Linked DNA regions of Mus musculus: region 1 is linked to region 2. A link is a contact called in public HiChIP or PLAC-seq data. All regions are on one chromosome and are shown on one strand. The core of a region is the stretch at or near the end of the contact, and the rest is flanking DNA. Distances in the headings are between cores, read along the strand shown.

Region 1 (4,470 bases), core at 568-3,067, 210 kb after region 2:
ATATAACCAGCTGATTGGACCTCTGGAAAATATGATACACAATTGACAATGACTTCATAATGACAAGTGTCCACTTAGCCATTATCACTTTAATAAGAATTACCAAAAAGTAAGAATTGTTTTTCTTTTTTTCCTCTGAAAAAAAAAGTTATTACCCTAACTGGAATAAAGTATAAAATGAAGTGACTTTCACCTTCTCCAGAATCTAATAAAGTTCAATAACCATTTTAAGTCAATAAGTTTTAAGTATTTGCAATAGAAAAGATACATGCCTCAAAATATACAGAGCTGGAGGATTACATAACATATCAGACTGCAAAGTAGATTTTCTTTTGGTGAACAGGGTGGTTGATGAGTGGTTTGTAGGTAGTATCACTATGTAACTCAAACTAACTCAAAGTCACCATCTTTATGCAGGGATTGCAGGTGTGCACTGCCGTGCCGGGCTGGGTAGATATTTTAACATTAAAAGAAAACTGAACAAGCTTTTAATAAACACTATTGCCCATGATAACAAGATCTAAGCTATCTGTCTCTGATTTTAACATTGGCTTTATAAGCCCTGGGACTGTACAAAATTCTTTATACATTAAACAGTTCACACTTACACCACCAGCAGGCTAGATGTAAATGTTTGCAAACTACACTGGGAATGTTGTTTCCTAATATTTTAGACTGGATATAATGTTTTTTCTTGAAAGTTAGCACAAATAAGCATGCTGCTATTTGGTAAAAATACAGTTAAAATGGTGAAAGATAAATATATTCATAGAGAGGGGCTGGAGAGATGGATTAGTCTATAAAGTCTCTATTATGGAAGCATGGAGAATTTGTTCAAATTCCCAGCCCCCTCCAAAAGTTGAACATAGTGCCTCACATCTGAAACCTCAATACTATGTGTAAGTTGAGGCAGGGAGATTCTCAAATCATTGACCAGACTGGCTGAAGAGATGAGAAACCCTCTCTCAAACAATAATATTGAGCATGATTAAGAAAGGCATCTAATATTGACTGCCTTCACACACACAAACACACAGAGAGAGAGAGAGAGAGAGAGAGAGAGAGAGAGAGAGAGAGAGAGAGAGAGAGAGAGAGAAAGAGAGAGAGAGACGTGCATACATCACACATATGAACATGTATGTACATCTCACCCACCCAAAAATAGTAAAGGGGAAAAAATCAGTGAATATCTAATTCATTGCAAAAGTAACTGTGAGGATTATGCTTTAATAAAAAGAAGAATCAAATAGGGATCAGGAAATTAGTATATAAGGAATGAGTTCCTACAGTCATACTTCAAAACACATTTTAGATAATGTTCCTGAAACCTTGCTTGCAAATTCCTCAGGTTCTACAAATTCCCAGGGCTGGAAACCTGATCATCAGTAAATGAGCAAAAATGCGTATTGCTACAGAGAAGTGTCACCCATATCGCCTAGAGTCAAATATTGTTTCACATCTCCATTGTCAATTCTGAACCACTGAAAAATGAAATATACAGCTTGTGCTGAAGCAGGCAATGCTCCTATCCTCAAGGAGAAAAAAATTAGAAGTACAGGAATAAAGAGGCAAGCATGAAAGAAAGCAAATAAATTGGGCTGAGAAACACAGAATTTGTCCAGAAACGTGGGTATAGAGGAGCTGTTAGGAGAAACTCTACAGACAGGAGGTTGACTAGCAAAGCTAGACAAAGAAATGAGAAAGCAAGCTGAGGGCACATTTGTAATATTAATGAGAAATAAATAGGTCAACGCTATTTGGGGTGATGTGCGGCATCAGCCTGAGAGATGAGAATAGTTTCTATATACCACTGAAAGGGAGGAGGTTTGCCACTTCCAATGCCAAAACAGTTTGGGACAAATTGTGAGACTCAATGGTGAGAGAAAAGATTGGGCATGGGTAAATTAATAGACACACAGAAATAGACCAAGGCTGAAGAAACTAGGAAAGAGACACAGTGGCAGTGCAAGTTGGGAAGAACATAATAGATCTGAGCCAAGGAGAGCAAACTATGTGTACTACTTGCACATTCTCTGTTGGGTTCTCATACTGATAGGTGCTTGAAGAGGCAGCTGATGGCATTGGTGCAGCCAAAGGATCAGGGTCATGATCCCACCGACATGAAGACTGTGGCCAACAGAGCATACTGAGCAAGGCTTCTGAGTGTGTCACTGAAGAACCTTTCTCCAAAGACAGAAATTGAATGCTTAGAGGAAAGGAGAACCACACCTCCAAACCCAGGAGCCTGTCATTTTTCTGACTTTATTTCCAAACCATCCCACTCTCTAGCAAGTTTGGTAAACCACTGGCGCATGCAAGCAGAGAGGCTTTTTGAACTATGCCTCTAAGACTTAGGCGTTCTCTACCTTCCTAATGCTGAGACCCTTTAATACATTTCCTCATGCTGTGATGAGCCTGCAACATAAAATTATTTTCATTCCTATTTTGTAGCTTAATTTTGCTATTGTTATGAATCATAATATAGTGAATCTGATATGCAGGATATCTGATACACTACCTTTGTGAAAGGGTTATTTAGCCCCCAAACAGGTCATGACCCACAGGTTTAGAGCCACTTAGAGTCTATTTAGTTAAATGGCAACAGTCAGACTTTTCTGTAAAAAGAATGAAAACTAGTGGCATGTAAATCTCTGCCTTTCTCTCTCTGGTTACTATAAAGATGCCTTTTAGAAATCCTGCTAAGGAAATTGTCACACTCAAACTCTTATTGACTGAACAATGACAGAAATGAAGACCCTGTGCCCAGTCAGGTTTTCCACTTTATTGTGAAGTATTTATTGCCCAACCTTCTATCCAATACTGCAATTCTTTCTCCAAATGTCTAGCCTCTTTTTGTATGTGTTCGGGAATATTTTTTTGTACACGTAACCAACTATTTGTGTCTGTGTGTTGGGGTCTGAAGTTGAATCAACTTTCTTCTTCCATCACCTTCTACTGTATTTATTGAGGCAAAGTCTCTCCCTGAACCCTGAACTTGCCAATTGGGGTTAATTTACCAAGGTGGTTTGTCCTTGGAAACTCCTGTCTCTACCTCAAAGGTGCTGAAATTTAAGGCAGCTACAGCATCCAACTTGCCTTTACAGGGTTTCTGGGGATGTAAACTCAACAGTCCTTACACTCAAAAGTCTAGCCCCTGCATACATCTTTTAGCATCACCTCCTGAAAAAACAACACAGTGTCTCCTCAAGTAATTGTTAGAAAGCCTGACTTACGGTGATCCAAGTTCACTCCTAAGTTCAATTAGAATGCATCTATCCAATGGTCCTTACAACAGATGCCCAATTATTTGAAGAGAATCCCCTTGTTCTTCCTTAAGGATTTCTCAGGAGAAAATGAAATACTTAGACTTTTTGACCCTTATTGCACATATGACATGATCTGCAGACACCCCAGTACACTGGTCACCTTAAATGAACATAGCCAAGCTCATCAACAGAATTCTGGAAGCATCTTACCCAGAACCAGAATCAAAAGTTATGCTGACATCTCATTAGTTTTTTGTTCAAAGAGAGGATCACCCGATGGAGCCTTTGGTCACAGCAGCTGTCTCAGCAGCCACATTCATGCCGTTGGGACTGGCAGGTACCATGGTCTCACAAACTGAACATTTTCAATTTTTACTGCCACTTTGATCATCTCTTTGCTGTTGAGACTTGGAGAATTCAATCTTTGGTGGTTTACTGGTGTACTCAGAAAGGGAAAAGGCCTAGGTACCCATGCTACACCAGTTCCTGGCCTCTTGAGGAACCACAGAGGTTCCTCTGACAGATTCACCAACTCAGGTCTTGTGTGACTCCAAACATCTGACCCACGAGTTCTTTCAATGTCTATTGCTGAATCAGTAGACCCATTCATTTACTGAGGCGACCTATTCTTGTGTGGCATTGCACTCTGACATTTGGTAAGTCAATTCCTGAAGCAAACAAATACTTCATTTCTAGGCTATAAATAGGGATTACTATGAGACTGATTTCAACTTTGAGGTTTGTTGCCTATTTACAAAGTCACAGCACATTCAACCAGTTCCTTAAAGCAACAGTGTATTCTTTCCTTTCTACTTTCAGAAGAGGCACAGTTATGTATCACACTCACCACATCTGAAACATAAAAATATATGCTCTAAAGTGTTTATTGTTTGACACCAATAATCATGTGCCATAGCACATTTGAAAACCCTCCTTAGACAGTTTTGTCCAGTATGTCTGGTTTTCTGAGAGACAAAGTGATCTTTTGAAATTCTCAGACCTATGTGTACACTTTGGCTCTATAACTTGCAAGACACAGATACTTTACAAGTTGCCTATATGCTATATGTCTATATGATTCTCATGATCAAAGACATATTCAATAATTATTATAAATTATAAAGTCAGAGCTCAATGCCAGCTTATTTATTATTCCTTCTGCTATATGAAATTTTAATCCTAAGTGGCATTCAGCTTTGGGATA
Region 2 (3,830 bases), core at 577-3,076:
GTAATCTTATTTACACAATCCTATAGATTCTGCTCCATAAATGGTATCTCTACTCCTAAACTAGGCTTTTTTTGTTTTGTTTTGTTTTATTTGTGCCATAGCTGAGGGATCACTTCTAATAAAGAAAAATAAATGAATAAATAAAGTATCTCCTTGTAAGATGAGCCCGTTAGCTGTTTGTGTGCTGGGATGTGCGTCCCTCTAAGCATCTAATGGAAAATGGGTCCCTGGTTGTTACTAAGAAAGTGAATACAAAGCATCCATTGAGACTCTGTCTTCTTTATGGAAGTCATTCTGAACTGGGAAAATGAGTTCACAATCAAATTGCACAATTTGTTCTCAGGATTTCTTCGTCTCCTTTTTGTCTACTTTGCTTTGTATTTTTTTCCCACACAGGAAATTATGAATACCCCAGCAGGTTTAAAATTGCACACGCATGTTTGAAATCGATCTGGTCTGCTGGTGGGAGTTCCTGGCCTGCACACTTTGGGGCATGTGGGAGTTTTCTTTCTCTATGGTGGACACTGACTTGTTTTCTGCCAGATCTGCAGTATGTTGCCCCCCTGCTTACCTAGCTCCCTTTCTTTGGGCAAAACTGTCCACTGTGTCTGACAGAAGAGAATTAGCCTCAACTCTATGTCCTGAAGTGTCTGTGGTACGTGGACAGGGGTGTGGTAGGAGTTGAGCAGGGAGCGAGGGAATGGAGCAGGGGATGAGATACAGAGAGGAGGCGGAAGCCAGTGTTAGGTCCTGAATCCTCAAAGAACATGTGTGTAACACTTAGGAAGAAGCCACATTGCCTGGCACAAACACACACACACACACACACACACACACACACACACACACACACACACACACAAACACCAACCAAGTGTTTCCTTCCCAACCTCCAGAGCAAGAAAGCAATCCAGAGAGACCCAGGCTCCAGTGTAGTCTGGGATCTCTGGCAGGCCTCAGCTCAGGGGACCAGTGTGTGGCCAGGCAGCCTGGAAAGTGTTGCAAGGAAAGCCCTCGCATGCTTTGTGGAATGTTAAAAATGCAGCATCATCCTCTCTGCTCCCTTTTCTTTGGCCAAAAGACAGAATTCGAGGGCACGGGGCATTAAGAGGAGCTTGAAATCTGCCCCCTGGAGGAGGCGTGGAGCCACTCCCTCCTAGGTTCTGATGGCCCCTGCTCCAATGGGCCAGCAGCGCCTTCACCCTTTACGTCTCCCATTCATTCCAGCCCGGAGGACAAGGAAAACAAAACTCTAAAAATAACTGTCAGCATCTTAAAAAGAGAAAAGCTTTGCTGCCACCACCACTACCCCCCTTCTTCTACTCCCGCCCTCTCTCCGCGCCACGGGGCACATGTCTGCTTCTTACAACACCGCGAGGCACATGGTCCCAGTTAGACACCGAACCCCATCGAGACCGAGAGGAAATCCACATCTGTGGGACGCTCGGCACAGAACCGCCACCTCCAGCGAGGGAAGCCGGGGGACTGCAGCAGCGACATGAAAAAGGGCTAGAGCGAGTGGACGCGGCTCATGCGGTGAGAGGCAGCGCGCGCGGCCAGCCAGGGCGCGGGGAGGCCGGGGACACCGGGGGAGGGAGGGCGCCACTCCCCGCAGCGCCCGCCGTCCGGCCCCCACGCGCGCTCCCGAGACTTGCCGGCCTTGCTGCAACTTGCTGCAGTGTTTGAAAGAGTAGTAAGAGCGCATGGAGGTGGGGCCCGGGGAAGACCGGGCGGAGCGGTTGCGGGGTGTGCGCGGGGAGGGGGCGGGGAGGAGGCGGCAGCAGAGGGGGGTGACGGAGGGGGTGTTGATCCCTTGAGGGAATGGGATGGGGGAGAGAGGGGTAGCCCCAGCGCTTACACATGTCACATGTGCTTTTTAAGACGGCCGGGAGCGCCTGCGAGCTGGATCTGGTGGAGGATGCTGCGGCAGGTGCTTCGCAGAGGGCTCCAGTCATTCTGCCACAGGCTGGGCTTATGCGTGAGCCGGCACCCGGTCTTTTTCCTCACCGTGCCGGCAGTCCTGACCATCACCTTCGGCCTCAGCGCGCTCAACCGCTTCCAGACCGAGGGCGACCTGGAGCGCCTGGTTGCTCCCAGCCACAGCCTGGCCAAGATCGAGCGCAGCCTAGCCAGCAGCCTTTTCCCCCTGGACCAGTCCAAAAGCCAGCTCTATTCGGACTTACACACCCCTGGGAGGTATGGCAGGGTGATCCTCCTCTCCTCACCCGGGGACAATATTTTGCTCCAGGCTGAGGGGATTCTGCAGACCCACCGAGCCGTGATGGAAATGAAGGTGAACCACAAGGGCTATAATTATACTTTTTCCCATCTGTGTGTGTTGAGAAATCAGGATAAGAAATGCGTGCTGGATGATATTATTTCAGTGCTAGAGGATCTCAGGCAGGCTGCCGTCTCCAATAAGACAACAGCCAGGGTGCAAGTAAGGTATCCCAACACTAAATTAAAGGTATGCTCTTCCTGCATGCTTCAGCCACTTAAAAGAGGCGGCACTTCATTTCTTGCCCTAAACAAGCAAAGAAAATGCAGAGGTCTCATCCTTAAGACTCAGAAGCTAAGGCTTCTTTCATTTCTGGAGGGGTGGAACGGACATGATGGGCAACTGAGCAAAGAAAATGGGCAATGAATAGCATAACTAGATAAGAAGAAATTCAAAGCCAAATCAAATGCCAAAAAAAAAAGAAAAAAAAGAAAAAAAAAAGAAAAAGAAAAAGAAAAGTTTCTGAGACCCTGCAGTTACATCTTTGTTCAGGGTTAATAAATCTGTGGATGGAAGGGGGAGGGGGGGTCCTGAACAACTGGGGGATTTCTTTTCATATCGGGGCTCAATGTATTTCTTATTACTGATTACACATCCACCTGGTATCATCTCCACCTTTTTGCATCTTCAGCCTGGCTTGATTTTTGACTGGGACGGTCATGGAATTTTGCTGCCCTATGGTTATGTCTGTGGGTTATGAATGTGTCAGGGATTCCAGGAACTCTCTCTCTCTGTGTGTGTGTGTGTGTGTGTGTGTGTGTGTGTGTGTGTGTGCATAGCAAAGGCAGTGAGGGTTTTCTATGAATCTGAAGAGGGATACCTGTTTAATGGATACTTTAGTTTACTTAGTATGCCCTTCCTTTCCCATGAAACATCCCAAACCCAAAGAAGATCGATTATAGCTAAGCTGCCAAGTAACAGAAAGGAAGGGGGAAAAAAGTCCACAAGCAGCAGAAAGTACAAGGTATTTCAACATTACATGGAGTTTGCAGTTTGGCCTCTCAAGTACAAATTTGACACGTGATGAGATTCCCAAACTCATTCTACACTGTCAGTTCTGGAATGGTACAGCCAATGAGGCACGCAGTCTGCAGGTGACTGAAGTGCCAGGGACAAATGTGACTTCCAAAAGACTCACTGCGCCATTTGTGTGCTTGACTCTGTGTGTACTCAGAAGCTATCCTTCCAAGAACTCTCAAGACAGGTGTTTCTCAAGAAGAACATTGTGTGTGTGTGTGTGTGTGTGTGTGTGTGTGTGTGTGTGTGTGTGTTGGGGGGTGTGTACTCCTTTATAACAGAACAGGAAAGGCCACCATAGAATATAAAAAGGCACCTTTATTGATTTAACAGGTCACCAGTATATAAAAGTCCAAATAACTTCTTCGGGACTTTTAAGAGACATATCTCATTTCCTGACATAAGTGACAATTTAGTAGTTAGTAACCAGTGAAAAACCTTGCCTCGTGTGAGCTTGGCACTTTGGTTGCAGTGATCCAGTTGCTGACATTGGTCTTAGCTGGATCCAGCTGAGCTGCCCTCTGAGGTCTGGGGC

The links. HiChIP or PLAC-seq counts read pairs in DNA pulled down with a chosen protein or histone mark.
Region 1: a contact with region 2 is called in an H3K27ac HiChIP or PLAC-seq map of VIP interneurons, with 3 times the contacts expected there. The contact joins the enhancer-like site here to the promoter of Ptchd4 in region 2. A contact is called at or near these places in 3 of 484 Hi-C or Micro-C datasets (cerebellum, cerebral cortex and embryonic fibroblasts) and 5 of 115 datasets of contacts at active chromatin or transcription factors (SST interneurons, VIP interneurons, astrocytes and 2 more).

What each region holds. Positions count from the first base shown.
Region 1 is chr17:42,524,219-42,528,688 of GRCm38.p6, forward strand. No RefSeq gene overlaps it. Among named protein-coding and RNA genes, the nearest start is that of Opn5, 85 kb to the right of the region's middle. Within about 2 kb of position 1,818, at least 3 of the 459 cell types and tissues checked have an H3K27ac peak or open chromatin away from gene starts, as enhancers often do. A contact at or near this core is called in VIP interneurons, where this site is marked.
Region 2 is chr17:42,314,774-42,318,603 of GRCm38.p6, forward strand. Ptchd4 (patched domain containing 4) reads left to right here and starts at 1,827. Exons shown (of 3, transcript NM_001355270.1): 1 at 1,827-2,467. The coding sequence starts at 1,868.